2 separate regions of the Mus musculus genome follow, and region 1 is linked to region 2. The links are chromatin contacts, called in public HiChIP or PLAC-seq maps. All regions are on one chromosome and are shown on one strand. Each heading gives the region's core, a stretch centred on a gene start, on an enhancer-like site or on the middle of the called end of the contact. The rest is flanking DNA. Distances are from core to core; before and after follow the strand shown. Region 1 overlaps Ints10 (integrator complex subunit 10). Region 2 overlaps Gm15991 (a long non-coding RNA gene).

The links. HiChIP or PLAC-seq counts read pairs in DNA pulled down with a chosen protein or histone mark.
Region 1: an H3K4me3 HiChIP or PLAC-seq map of bone marrow-derived macrophages shows a contact between it and region 2, with 5 times the contacts expected there. The contact joins two enhancer-like sites. A contact is called at or near these places in 3 of 15 datasets of contacts at CTCF or cohesin (the NIH/3T3 cell line and stem cell-derived epiblast-like cells), 3 of 484 Hi-C or Micro-C datasets (cerebral cortex, cortical neurons and reprogramming fibroblasts), 2 of 115 datasets of contacts at active chromatin or transcription factors (bone marrow-derived macrophages and pancreatic cancer cells) and 1 of 9 other capture datasets (embryonic stem cells).

Annotation. Positions count from the first base shown.
Region 1 is chr8:68,818,538-68,824,907 of GRCm38.p6, forward strand. Ints10 (integrator complex subunit 10) reads left to right here. Exons shown (of 17, transcript NM_027590.4): 14 at 751-830; 15 at 2,118-2,280; 16 at 3,620-3,713. Among named protein-coding and RNA genes, the nearest start is that of Ints10, 28 kb to the left of the region's middle. Within about 2 kb of position 4,369, at least 64 of the 459 cell types and tissues checked have an H3K27ac peak or open chromatin away from gene starts, as enhancers often do. A contact at or near this core is called in bone marrow-derived macrophages, where this site is marked.
Region 2 is chr8:67,992,153-67,998,682 of GRCm38.p6, forward strand. All of the region lies in intron 4 of Gm15991 (a long non-coding RNA gene), which reads left to right. It also overlaps a transcript of Psd3 not described here. Among named protein-coding and RNA genes, the nearest start is that of Psd3, 21 kb to the left of the region's middle. Within about 2 kb of position 4,804, at least 52 of the 459 cell types and tissues checked have an H3K27ac peak or open chromatin away from gene starts, as enhancers often do. A contact at or near this core is called in bone marrow-derived macrophages, where this site is marked.

The DNA of each region.
Region 1 (6,370 bases), core at 3,119-5,618, 830 kb after region 2:
CCACTTGGCATAGTAGACTGAAAACATGCCTGACACTTTTGTGTGTTGTTTGTAAATACAAACATTGCTCAGAAGCATCCAGATTACATAGGAGTTGCAGGAACATGCAGACTGCATAGAAGTGATAGTCACCACACTCAGGACTGTGTCTACCCCTACAACAGGAAAAGACAAGACGGTATGAAAAGCCCCTACGGTTTTGTCATAATTTGTTTTAAAATCATTAAAGCTTAAAGCCAGATGTTAGCATTTTATAAAACTGAGAGACCAGGGCCTGGAGAGATGGCTCAGCGCTCTCGCAGATGACCTAGGTTATAGTCCCAGCACTTACATGCCAGCTTCTAATTATCGGTAATGCCAGCTCCAGGAGATCCAACACCCTGTCTCACCTCCACAGGTACTGAACACATGTGGTACACGTACATATATGCAGCCTAAATATTTATACATGCACAGAAGGTGAGTGACAAGCACATTGGGTTTGTTAGAGTCCCTTTATAGATCATTGTGCATATTTGAAATAAATTATAATTATTTGATAGAAAAAATAATTATAATTATTTGATAGAGTAGGAAAGAAAATTGAGAAACCAACTCTAGAAATCAGAAACCATTGTCATCGTTACACAATTAATTGTTGTCTGCTGTGTCTCAGATTCTGTGACTTTTTCTCCTATTGAGGGAGCATGTGAGACATTTGTTTGTCAGACCTCTTGTCTCTGGTTCACTAACAGTCTGGCCTTGTGGTAGGTTTGGATCTGAAGCTTCTGCCCTGTACCAGTAAGGCTATCATGCCATACTGCCTGCACTTGATGCTGGCCTGCTTTAAGGTGAGTCTAAAACGGGGTTATCAGGAAACACATTCCCTTTGAAGCACTCCTGGTAAACTGGCAAGAGCTAACAGCTCTGTTCACACTGTTTTATACTGTACAAGGCAGATGAGAAAAGCTTGTGGGCTGGAAATTGACAGGTGGGCTGGGGAAGTAGAAAATAAGCCCTGTGCTTGAGGAATAGAAGTAGGGAAGGCAAGCAGGTCCCCTTGCTTGTTATGGCAAAATTGTTGCTGTTGTGTATGTCAGAATATATTAGCTAAAGAAGAAGGCAATATAAATATTGGGGTCACCAGTGTATAAGGAGTTAATTCTTTTAGACATGAGGGTCAGCACCGTCAAAGGCTCAGTACCATCAAAGGCTCAGTAGCACTGGAAAGGCTCCAAGACTCTTGAAGGTACCACAACCCTTGGCTACAGTGGAATAGAGCCTTGGGGTCGGAGTATAGCCATTTCAGTAGGCTTGTGTGCAAAAGGCAACAGTACAGGTTACTGCTTTATGCAGTAGTCCCACACTAACTAAGCGTTAATAGCTGCCTGGAACCAGAGAAGTCCTCTGAAGTGTGATTTTATGGGCCTGTTCATGTCAAGTCGCACCTTTGGTCTTGTCTTTAGCTTCCACTTTATTGTTGGATGTCTTTCCTTCTTCCAAGCTCCATCATCTCCAGCCCTCCTGTGATGGCTTCTTGCCTATCTTTCTACTCATAGTTATCCCCTTAAAAGATACCTCTAAGGTTGAGGAGAAGGCTTAATTCACAGCGTGCTTGCCCAGCATCCATGGGTTCAATTCCTGCCACTGCGTAAGCTTGGCATAGTAGTGCATACCTATAATCCCAGCACTTGGGAAGTGGAGGCAGGAAGATCCAAAGATTAGGCATATCCTCAGCTATCTAACAAATGTAGGGCCATCCTATTATACCCGAGACCCTGTCTCAAATACACAGGACAAGAACAAAACAGTAACAAAAAATTCCTATTCTCTTCAACGTATAGGAATATGCAACCTTCTCTATCCCTGATTCTCAAACTCACAAACTCCCAGTTTACCTATTCATGTCCAACTTTGGTCTAAAATCTTGTGACCTGCCGTGTGCAGTCCTCAGAGGGGTCCTGGGCTTCTTTAGAATCCACCCTCCTTAGAAGAGTGTGGTGTCCAATGGCAACAGTTTTATAGTCTTAATGGTTTGTAGCATATACTGACATATGGAGCCCCTTTTTAGGAGGTGATATTTGGTATGGCCTATATTTCCTGGATTTATTTCTTCTATATAAATCTTTGTCTTGCAGCTGAGAGCTTTTACAGACAGCAGAGACGACATGGCACTGGGCCATGTGATTGTACTGCTCCAGCAGGAGTGGCCACGGGGAGAGAACCTTTTCCTGAAAGCCATCAGTAAGATTTGCCAGCAAGGAAATTTCCAGTATGAGAACTTCTTCAGCTATGTTACAAGTATCCTTCGTCTGGACAAATAAGCTCGGTGGCTTTTGAATGTTTAGCACAGGGGCATTGTCCACTAGGACCCGTTGAGCTTTTACTATTTGTGGGGAAAGAAGGAGTAAGAGTTAGAAATGGAGCTGTGGCAGTTGCTTTGTAAAAGTCAAATGAAGTTTAAAGCTACAATTCAAGGAGTCAGGACAGTCAGGGCCTGTTTGTTGTTCCTCCCAAGAAGGCAGCCAAGATGCCCACAGTTAAAATAGCCTCTGGCCAGCCCAGAGCAGTTGGTTTAGCATAGACCTCGGCTTTTTTTCTGTGGAAAGAGTATCCCAGTGGTCTCCCCTGGGACAGAGGCTGCCTTTGGGATCAGGTGTTAGCACTGGGCCTGCACCACCAGAGCTGCCAAAGGTTAAGCGAATGAGGCAGAGTTCTAAGTCGGGCAGCACTTGACTTCGCATGCTTGGAAGGGAAGACAGCCTTTGAATGGAGGCAACACCAAACACTGGTTTGGTTGCTTTCATTTCTTTGCTTTGCATAGTACAACCTCTCAAGTTGTAGGATGTGTGTACTACATATTTCCCAGTGCCTGATCAGCGGTTTTTAGTATTTTTTTTTTTAAAGATTTATTTATTTATTATATGTAAGTACACTGTAGCTATCCTCAGATACTCCAGAAGAGGGCATCAGATTTCGTTACGGATGGTTGTGAGCCACCATGTGGTTGCTGGGATTTGAACTCGGGACCTTCGGAAGAGCAGTCGGCGCTCTTAACCACTGAGCCATCTCGCCAGCCCCAGTATTTTTTTTTTTAAAGACTAATGAAAGTTACATAACTTTCCCCCAGAAGAATGCACCATCTAACACTGTGCATGGAGTTCTCTGGATTCTCAGAAGACCTTGTCTGCTGGGTCTGAAGAAATAATCTTTTTTTGTCTAACTCATTCTGTCATCAAATATCCTCCCAATTCGTCCTATCTGCTAGCTTTTGTCATTTTAACTAAGAAATGGCTCGGGTGGCCCTGTGGAATCCGTTTGCTTGTCTCTCCAGGGAGACCATGTGCTAATGCTTTCCAGTTTGCTTGTCTGAAGCTTGAGCTCATGCAGTCCACCCAAGGCATGAGTCTCGCCCGTGTCGCTGAGTGACATTACCACCCCAGCCTGGCACCTCTTGTGCAACGAGCTTCTTTCCATAGGGCAGTTTGGTTAACGTAAAAGTCAGCATCTGGATCAGGAACCGACTGTGGTTCTTAGTTGGAGGGTGGTAAGCAGGCTCTTTATCTGCTGAGAGCTGTTTCTTCGCCTGGGAGAACAGGGCAACATGTTACCTGTTGGTTGACCTGAATGTGACCTGCAGACATTGATATGCTGGAGGAATTTGCTTATTTAAGAACCCAAGAAGGAGGGAAGATTCATCTGGAATTACTCCCAAATCAAGGAATGCTGATCAAGTAAGCAGATGATCTTTTGTTCTTCGAAGCTCGCCTTTCATGTGCTGCATGACCTATTTGTAAATTTCTGTACCTTTCAGAAATTTAATGGAAAGGATTCCAAACTGGTCTCAGTTTTCAAGGGTCTACTTGTTCTGGGTGTCTTAAAGATATGCATTTCTTAGTGCATTTCTGCGGGAAAAGTGTTGCTTAAATTGGGATATTTTTGTTACTTTGGAAATTTTTTACTAGATAGAAATTTCTATATGTCTTTTCCTTTCCAAAATTTAGTACTCATTTCTGATTTAATTGAAAGCAGCTGTGCTTGACATTGTACTGGATTGGGAGGATCTACAGGTTCTATTTAGAAACTGTCTTAAGCTTCTCTGAGCTTCCTCATTGCTTGTGCAGTCAAAGCAAATTAGCTGGTTCTAGTGCCTCTAAAACACACCTGCTCCCCAAAAATGGCCCTGGACGTGCATCCCCAGTGTGGCCCCTGAACCCTTAAGCTACTACAGAAACCCAGGTTATCTTAGATGAAAAGATCAAGTTAGTGACCACTCATGATGTTTAACTAGCTCATAAATCCTGCTTCTCTCCTCGGTCCGCACTGCAGTTTGGCTAATAGATCCTCCCCACTGTAAGCGCCACATGCTTACTTCCTTCTTTACTTCCTGCATACTCTGTGTTTGTAAGTCAGTGTCAGAGTTACAACAAGAGACGGCCCAGAACAGGAAGAGTGCATTGCTGAGACTGGAAACCTGCTTTGTCCCTCCGTTTTGGCAGAAGCAAGTTTTTAATTATTGAAAGCAAAAGTCCTTCCTTTGCTCTGTCTTTGTAGAGTCTTAGGGGTGTTGGAGGATAGAGGTAAGAAAGAAATGCTTATGTTGGGTTTCTGTAACTAAGGAATTTGTCCCATAGTGAGCAATCCCTTCCTTATTGCATCTTAGCAAGAGTAGGGCCCAGTAGAATCTGTCCTAAAGAGCAGAAAGAAGAATGGGAGCTCCCCTCCCCATCCTGTAAATGATATTGCATGCCTTAAACAGTTCCTATAAGGAACGAAGGAAATGCTTAGGAGTATATGAGGACCTTTGTAGATGAGATTGTGTAGTCAGGTTGTCCTAGACACTGTCCTCTCCCCTTGTCCATTTACTACTTTGATTATGAACCAAAGTGATGGGGGACATAACTGCATGGTTCCAAGTGTTGTTGACCACATTTAAGAACAGGTTGCTTCTATATATGGAAGCCCAGGTAACCCCTATTCTGTGGGGACTTCTAGGTTCTGAAATTGACTATGCTGGCATATCTTTAGCAAGGTTTTTTAGTTCAACAATAAGCCACGATTCAAAATGCCATACTGTGAATGGTCCTAGAGCCCAACTGTCCCTACCACGAGTCGATCTGCAGAGGATTGCCTCGTGACTAAGAGAATGTCTGAGGTAGAGTGAGGGAATGACTCTACAGACCTCAACTCCAGCCTCACTGTACTGGGCCTTTGCACTGTCCCCATATTCTCTTGGTTTGAACAGTGTCAACCTGCAAATAGTCCCTAAGACTTGGAATTTAAAATGAGGACATATCAACTGCCCAGATAATGTCACTGGAAAAGTTATTTGTACAAGGAGGCCTCTGTCTTGCTTTCCAAGGCTCTCCCACTTTGATCAACCAAAATTTCCTTGAACTTTCTATAGGAGATAAGCCTCCTAAAAACCCATGGTTGACTTGGCTTGGACAAAGGACTAGGGATTATTAACTAGCGATCTGACCTTGTAGGAATGTTCTCTGTGAGGTCTCAATATGAATTTGAAATCTGTATTTTAGATAATCTCTACCTAAGTGACACCAAGAGAATCAAACTGCATAAGACAGAGCTTTGACTGAATGAGGTGTGATTAGACTCTTGAATAAAACTATCTATATTCCTTTTCCCTTTGGGTTCCAAACAAATTCTCTGAAGCCATTGCAGACCTTTTGGGTGGTCCCTCCAGATGAGTGGCAGAGATGTTGTGAGCAGTGTACCTCTCCTCCCCTTGGGGTAAGGTTGTGAGTCCGTCCTAGTTGTAGCATCTCGGATGCAAGCAGGTACAGTACAAACACCAGGCACTTGGTGCCAGGCCACAAGGAGGCATCAGTTCTTCATTTGTTGTATAGATATGTTGTTCTAATTTGTGTTAAATCAGAGAAATGTTTCTATGCTGATATTCACAGTACCATAGTTGCATTAGACTGGATCAAAATGGAAAAAAAAAAAAGATATTCTCTGGGGTGACTACCAGCTAATGTGCTAAATTTTTATTACAGAATTCTGCAAAACCATGGGTCCCAGCCTTGCCCCCCCCCCCCCGAAATCTGAAGCTCACCCTTTCTTTACTGAAAGCATTGCCAGCCCTTCTGAGCCCTTTTTAGGAGGGCCTTTCAGTTCAGGGCCTCAGTCCTGCCAGAGGTGGCTAGCTGGCATCTCCAGGTATAATTCTGGGATGCGTGGGCATGAGAAGAGTGAATGAAGGAGGCTGGATTTTGAATCAGACCTTCTCAGAAGTTACCCTCCCCCACTCCCCCCTCCTCACTGATTTATCACAAGTGGGCAGAGCTCTGGGACCAGCAGCCAAGACGCCTCTAGACTGGCACCAGCAGTGGGTGCGGTGGGGCCCTCAGCTTCTCCCAGTCCCTTGAAG
Region 2 (6,530 bases), core at 3,554-6,053:
TGCAAAATGAAAGTGGGGAGATAAATAAAAAGAAGAGGAAATTTGAACTAGATACATAAAAAGAGAAGGAAATCTGAACTGAGACAGTTTGGCAAGGAAAAATTCAGGGAGACACTGCTAAAACACACTTTGTGAAACAGGTCATACACCAACAAATAAAATATTCTTCCTTCCGAATTTTACATCTCAAGGATATAGTCCTAACAGCATCCAAAGAGCTGCATAACTATCTCTTCAATATAAAACATAGGCAAACAGAGAAATCATTTCAAATTAATCACAAATGGTTAGTATGCTCATGAAGGAGGACTGGTGTTAATTATACTTCGTGCAGCAAACTTCTCAAGATAAGAATTTTTTGGTTCTAACAGATCTACAATTATCCATCCCAAAGGTGACCTGATTTTACTCTCAAGAAAAATGTAGATTCTGCTTATCAGTTGTGTGTGTGTGTGTGTATGTGTGTGTGTGTGTGTGTGTGTTCACATTTTGTGTGCAAACTGATTTGAATTGTCAGGACTAAATGCTTATTTTGCCTCAGCCTCCGAAGTAACGAGACTAACAAACCTATGTCGTAATCCTTGGCTCCTCAGCTTTTCAATACAGAACAGGACAAAAAGGGAGGGAGGGGACAAAGAGGATTGAAAGGGACGGTGGAGGGGGCTGCAAATCAGAGCTTGGTGTGTTGTCCTACACTGTGACCCTAGCACTCACTGCTTAAAGCAGTTTTGTGAGTTCAAAGATCACCTGGACTGCAGTGAGACCTGACCAAAAGAAGGAAAGAAGAGGGGAAGGGTAGAAAAAAGTCAGGGCTAGGTATACAGTTGAATCCTTAGAGTGCATGTCTGGCATGCACTAGGCCCGCCATCCATAGCACCACATAAATAAAATAATGCAGGAATGGACATCAGTCTGAAAATGGCAAAAATATTATACTGGACAGTGGGAACCTTTAGCACCCCCTCCAGGTTGTTTCTGCAACACTCCATGGCTATGTATGTATATAAAGCACCAAGTAGTTCCAATCAGACAGCTGAGGCTGCTAAGGAACAGCTCTTTCTACAGATACGTGGGACCAGCATTGTATGAAGTGGGCCCATTACATAAATGACCCTACCCAAAAGGAGAGTTTATAATCACTCTCCAGCTCATTTGACCAAACCAAAACTAGATGAAATTATGGTCTACCAAGCAGGGTCTGTGGTCCAGATAAAGTAATGGAGACCATCTGTCCATTTAGTAAAGGCCAAGCACTACTGAGCACATTTAACATAATAACTGTATAAAAACTATAAAGTCAGTTTTTCTGCTGTTTACACAGATCGAAAGCCAACTGAGTAGAGAAAAGATAAACTCGACAAAATGTCCCAAAAAGAGTCTTTCTAAAAGACTCACCATGAAATTATAAACTGACTTAAATCTGTGGTGGAGACAAGAAAATAAGTCAACAGAAAACCTTATAATTAGTGGATTTATCATTCATTCCTTTGTATGTCTGTGGTTTCTATGCCAAATTGTGTTTTTCGTAAAGTAATGACTCCTAGCTTTCCTAGATCCTACAGCTACACACAAAAATTAGAATAAGGACTAACTTGCATCCTATAGTGCTATAATGCCAATTTTTGTTTGTTTGTTTGCTGTTGTTCTTGTTATATTTCTCCTTTACTTTTTGTTTTGTGTATATAGAGTAGTATTCACTCAATCAGTAATATTCTGGCATGTTTTCTCTGTTATCAAGATTACCTAGCTGAACATCTTTATATGACAAACTAAAACATTACTCTTCAAAAATGGACTGGCAGCCGGGCGTGGTGGAGCATGCCTTTAATCCTAGCACTTGGGAGGCAGAGACAGGCGGATTTCTGAGTTTGAGGCCAGCCTGGTCTACAAAGTGAGTTCCAGGACAGCCAGGGCTACACAGAGAAACCCTGTCTTGGGAAAAAAAATGGATATCTCAGTGTGTTAAGGCTCTTGGCTGCCAGTAAGATGACCTGAATTTAATCTCTGGGACCCCAACGGTAAAGGAAGAAAATCTACTTCCCTGCATGTTGTCCTGTGGTTTACACCCACAATCACACAGACACCACCGCCACCACCACCAATAACAACCATAAAACATTTCTGTTCTTTATTTAACTCAAAGTGTATCACAGACCAACAAATAAGAGAACTTAAAAGCTGAAAGAAAACACTGGCATAAATATATTTAACCTTGGAGTAGGCAAATAGATATTACACCAAAAGAATAAACAGGAAACTTGACTTTATTATGGCATGGTTAAACTTTTTGATATTATCAAGAAAGGAACAACCTTCAAGTCACATATCTGACAAGGGACCTGTGTACAGAACACATAAGGAGCTCTTATAACTCAACGGTGAAAGACTGATAAACCATGCTTAAAAACAATGAAAAATGGATATGCATGAACATTTCTCCAACGACAGCAAACAGAAAGGTAGCAGGCGCATTAAAGGATGCAAAACATCACTAATGGCATAGAAGTCCAAAGGAAATGGGTAAACTAAGACTTCAGTTCCAGGGGCAAAGTAATGAAGCACTCACACTCGCTTACGCACACACAGAGAAACACACACAGACACACACATATATAGAGACACATAGACACACACATATCCAAGAATGAGACAGCGATCCAAGCACTACACCTAAGCAGAATTAAGTCTAAGTCTACAGACAACAGTTGTGTAATGACCTAGAAAAAATTTAACACAATTCAATTATCGGAAGGTTAGGATAAGAAGCACACCTTCCAGAGGAAAATAGATTCCTCCTACAAATAACATAGTAAGGATATATTTAGATAAATAAATAAATTAATTAATTAACGAAAAAGGAAACGTGACGATCAATCAGTCTAAGAAAATGCAGTGCTCGTGTGCAGCCTACCTTCGTGGCCAGCAGAGGTCGCACACATAGGCTCTACATCTCTTCTGCCTCAGGTGCAGCAGCTACAGACACTTCGGTCTGGCAACTCTTAAGTGCAACAGCCACATTCATCTATTTAGAGTCAGCCTGAATTAAAAGTTCAAAAGCCTTTGCTATTATTAAAATATAGAATATAAACACCAAAAGTCTGGAAAGAGTAAAGACAGATTCCAGAGGCTCCTGTCGGAGCGCTGGAGAAGAAGCCAAGATATCCTCATATCCTCATTTCCATGACAATGTCATGAGCCAACCACTCAGTTACCTTGAGAAGAAAGTTTTACATAATAATACCTAAGATGCAAGCAAGAGAACACACATACATACACACACACACACACACACACACACACACACACACTCATCATATAAATTTGCTTTAGATAGACTATAATAAGCCAACTTTTTCATTTTACATAGGGAATTTGTAAGCAGTAACTATGAGGCAACTGCCAGCAATGTTTATAATAGCAAACCTACATGCAAGAAGAAAAACCAAATGAAGAAGGGATGAACCTTGGCTGAAGGTGTAGAGAAAGTACTCGCAGCATGTGCAAGATCATGGCTAAAGAGCTGTGTTAGCAGTGGAGCCCTGGAAGATGGTGAGGAGAAGAGCTGACCCTCCCAATTTCTTTTGCCCTGTATAATTTACTCAAGACAATATTTCTTACACATACATACACATTGTTTTAGACCTAAAAGCCTAAAATTCACATTATACTTAAGATAACATATATACTATTTTAAAATAGAAAATAAGTATCTATATCTAGCAGACTAAAAGTGAATCAGCCCATTTTCCTAATCAAATTTGGCAATAAGAATATAAACCAGAGCTGGGCGGTGGTGGCACACGCCTTTAATCCCAGCACTCGGGAGGCAGAGGCAGGCGGATTTCTGAGTTCGAGGCCAGCCTGGTCTACAAAGTGAGTTCCAGGACAGCCAGAGCTATACAGAGAAACCCTGTCTCAAAAAACAAAACAAAAACAAAAACAAACAAACAAACAAAAACTATATATATATATAACCAGAACAATCTTTCTGCTAGGCAGTTCGATAAATGGAGACTTTCATTTAGTTAAGGTATAAAACTATCCTATTACATATGGTAGAACATGCCTGGAATCCCAAAACTCAGGAAGATGAGGCAGGAGAACAGTAAGTTAGAGGCAATCCTAGGGTGTATAATAAAATTTGCTCCCTGACCCTTATAAAAAAAAATCTGGTCAATAAATAAATACAGAAATAGACAACAAAAAACTACCACAGAGATCTGTACCAATGCACTCTTCAGTTAATTGAACACTGAGCAAATGAACACAACACTCCTATCTGGAACAAGAAAATAGACATGATATGAGAGGTGACTGCTTGGGATTCAGGATGTGCTCTCTCTCTGTGTCTCTGTCTCTCTGTCTCTCTGTGTCTCTCTCTGTGTCTCTGCCTCTGTGTCTCTGTCTCTCTCTGTCTCTCTCTGTGTCTCTCTATCTCTGTGTCTCTGTCTCTGTCTCTGTGTTTCTGTCTGTGTGTGTCTCTCTCTGTCTCTTCTCTTCTCTCTCTCTCTCTCTCTCTCTCTCTCTCTCTCTCTCTCTCTCTCACTTCCCTGTGGTAGCACTTGGTAGGCAGGGGCAACGGTAGGTAGATCATGAAGTAAAATCAGGCTCTAGTTGAGAAACCAAACACAAACCTGCCTCAGTTCCATTGCTCTTGCTGTGAGGAAAAAAAAAACACACACACACACACACTGACAAAAACCAGCCTGCCTTTCAGTTAATTCCAGATTATAGTGCATGACTGCAGGAGAGCCAAGGCAGGCACTGGAAGCAGCTGGTTATGTCCACATGCAAGAGAACACAGAAACTGTGCAAGCATGTTTCCTGCTCAGCTTCCTTTTTCTGTTCATGCGGATCAAAGTCCAACCCTACCTAGGGCAGCCCACATTCAGGATGAGCCGTCTTTCCACCTCAGTTGATTCATAGAAGAATCCCTCACAGGCACGCCCAGACCTAGACCATCCCTCACGGAGCTTCTCTCAGCAAATGTGTGGACTGAACAACCACACTAACTAGAATACTAGTACCCCACCCACTGTTTCAGTACTGAACAACCAAGCTAACTAGAATACCAGTACCCCACCCACTGTTTCAGTTCCAGTTCACCATCTGTAACTGAGCTCACAGACGCTCGCAGATTGTTTCCTGGCCATGTGCACATCTTCCCCATAGGTTCCTGCTGCATCACGTGGTTGACCCCAGTTTATGTTTACAGAAAACCATTCTGGAGTTTCAGAATATTCAGTTGCTCTCACTCTTTAGGTCTTGATATCTGCATTATAAATGCTGACTATCCTTCCCCATAGAGGTTCCTTGCTTTATGTAAATGATACTAATTGTGAGCTTGTCATTTTAGGGATTTATTTGTTAATGTAGAGCTTTATCTGTCATTCACTGCAAAAAAAAAAAGAAATTTTTTGCATTAAATTCTACAGCACTTTGTGACATTTCCTTATGTCATTTCCTAGACATTGCACAAACTAACAGTAGTGCCCTATCCCTACTTGGGCTTCAATTCCACAAGAAATCAATTTTGCCCTACCCTCAGAACTCTGGGAAAACTGGTATGTCAAGCCACTAGCTTCTAGGTAATGCACAACTTTTCTACTCAAAATTTCCATGCCCAGTGTCGAGTTTCGCAAAAACTCCATGCTCGATTCTTGTGCTGCTGCTGTGGGGCACCTGAATTATTCTCATCGGAGCAAGATCACCCTTTCCTGGACCTGATGATGGAGTCCAGCTTTCCTCTGACTCTGAATCCTCTGTCCAACACGGGGAACTTCCTCTCATTCTCTTCTGTCTACTCAAGGTCTGTTGTTTCTCATGTTCTGTCTCAGCCCCCAATGTACCATGCTGAAGGAATAATCCGAATACAGTCCATTCTTTAGAGGACATCACATTAACAGGAACCACTATATACTTCTTTAAGTTTAGATACTCCATACCATGAACTCAACTCTATAGCCCTAGGAGAATTACCAATTTGGGTACAATTACCATAAATGTTAAATGTTGACATCAAGAGAAATAAGGTGATGGACCAAGAACATTAAAAATATCATTTAATCCTTTAACAAGACTTAGTAGAAAACAGATCTTCAATTTATCAATATAATTTTTCTAAAATATTTCTAAAATTCTATTACTTCTATATGTATTTATATTTATAGCACTACACTTTAAACTATATGATTCAAAAGAATTATAAAACATTAGACTTGAGCTAGTACAGTCTTAAGATTGTAAAATTACACATTTCTCTTGCCCTTTCCACTTTATCCTTTGGCTCTACAGTTTAAAGTTTCATTCACGTTCTCACATGACTTAACAATAATGATCTGAAAAAGAAGAAAGAAAAAACTCAAAGCATGCCTCTGGCCCAGTGACTTATGTATGATTCTCCCTTTTCAAGTGCTTTGTTTTGTAGTTTTCAAGGACAAATCTCAAAGGACTAAGGAAGAGACTGCAGCATATACTATATACTGAATCAAAGACAATTACTGTTAAGGCAGAAATGACAAGTTTTGGAA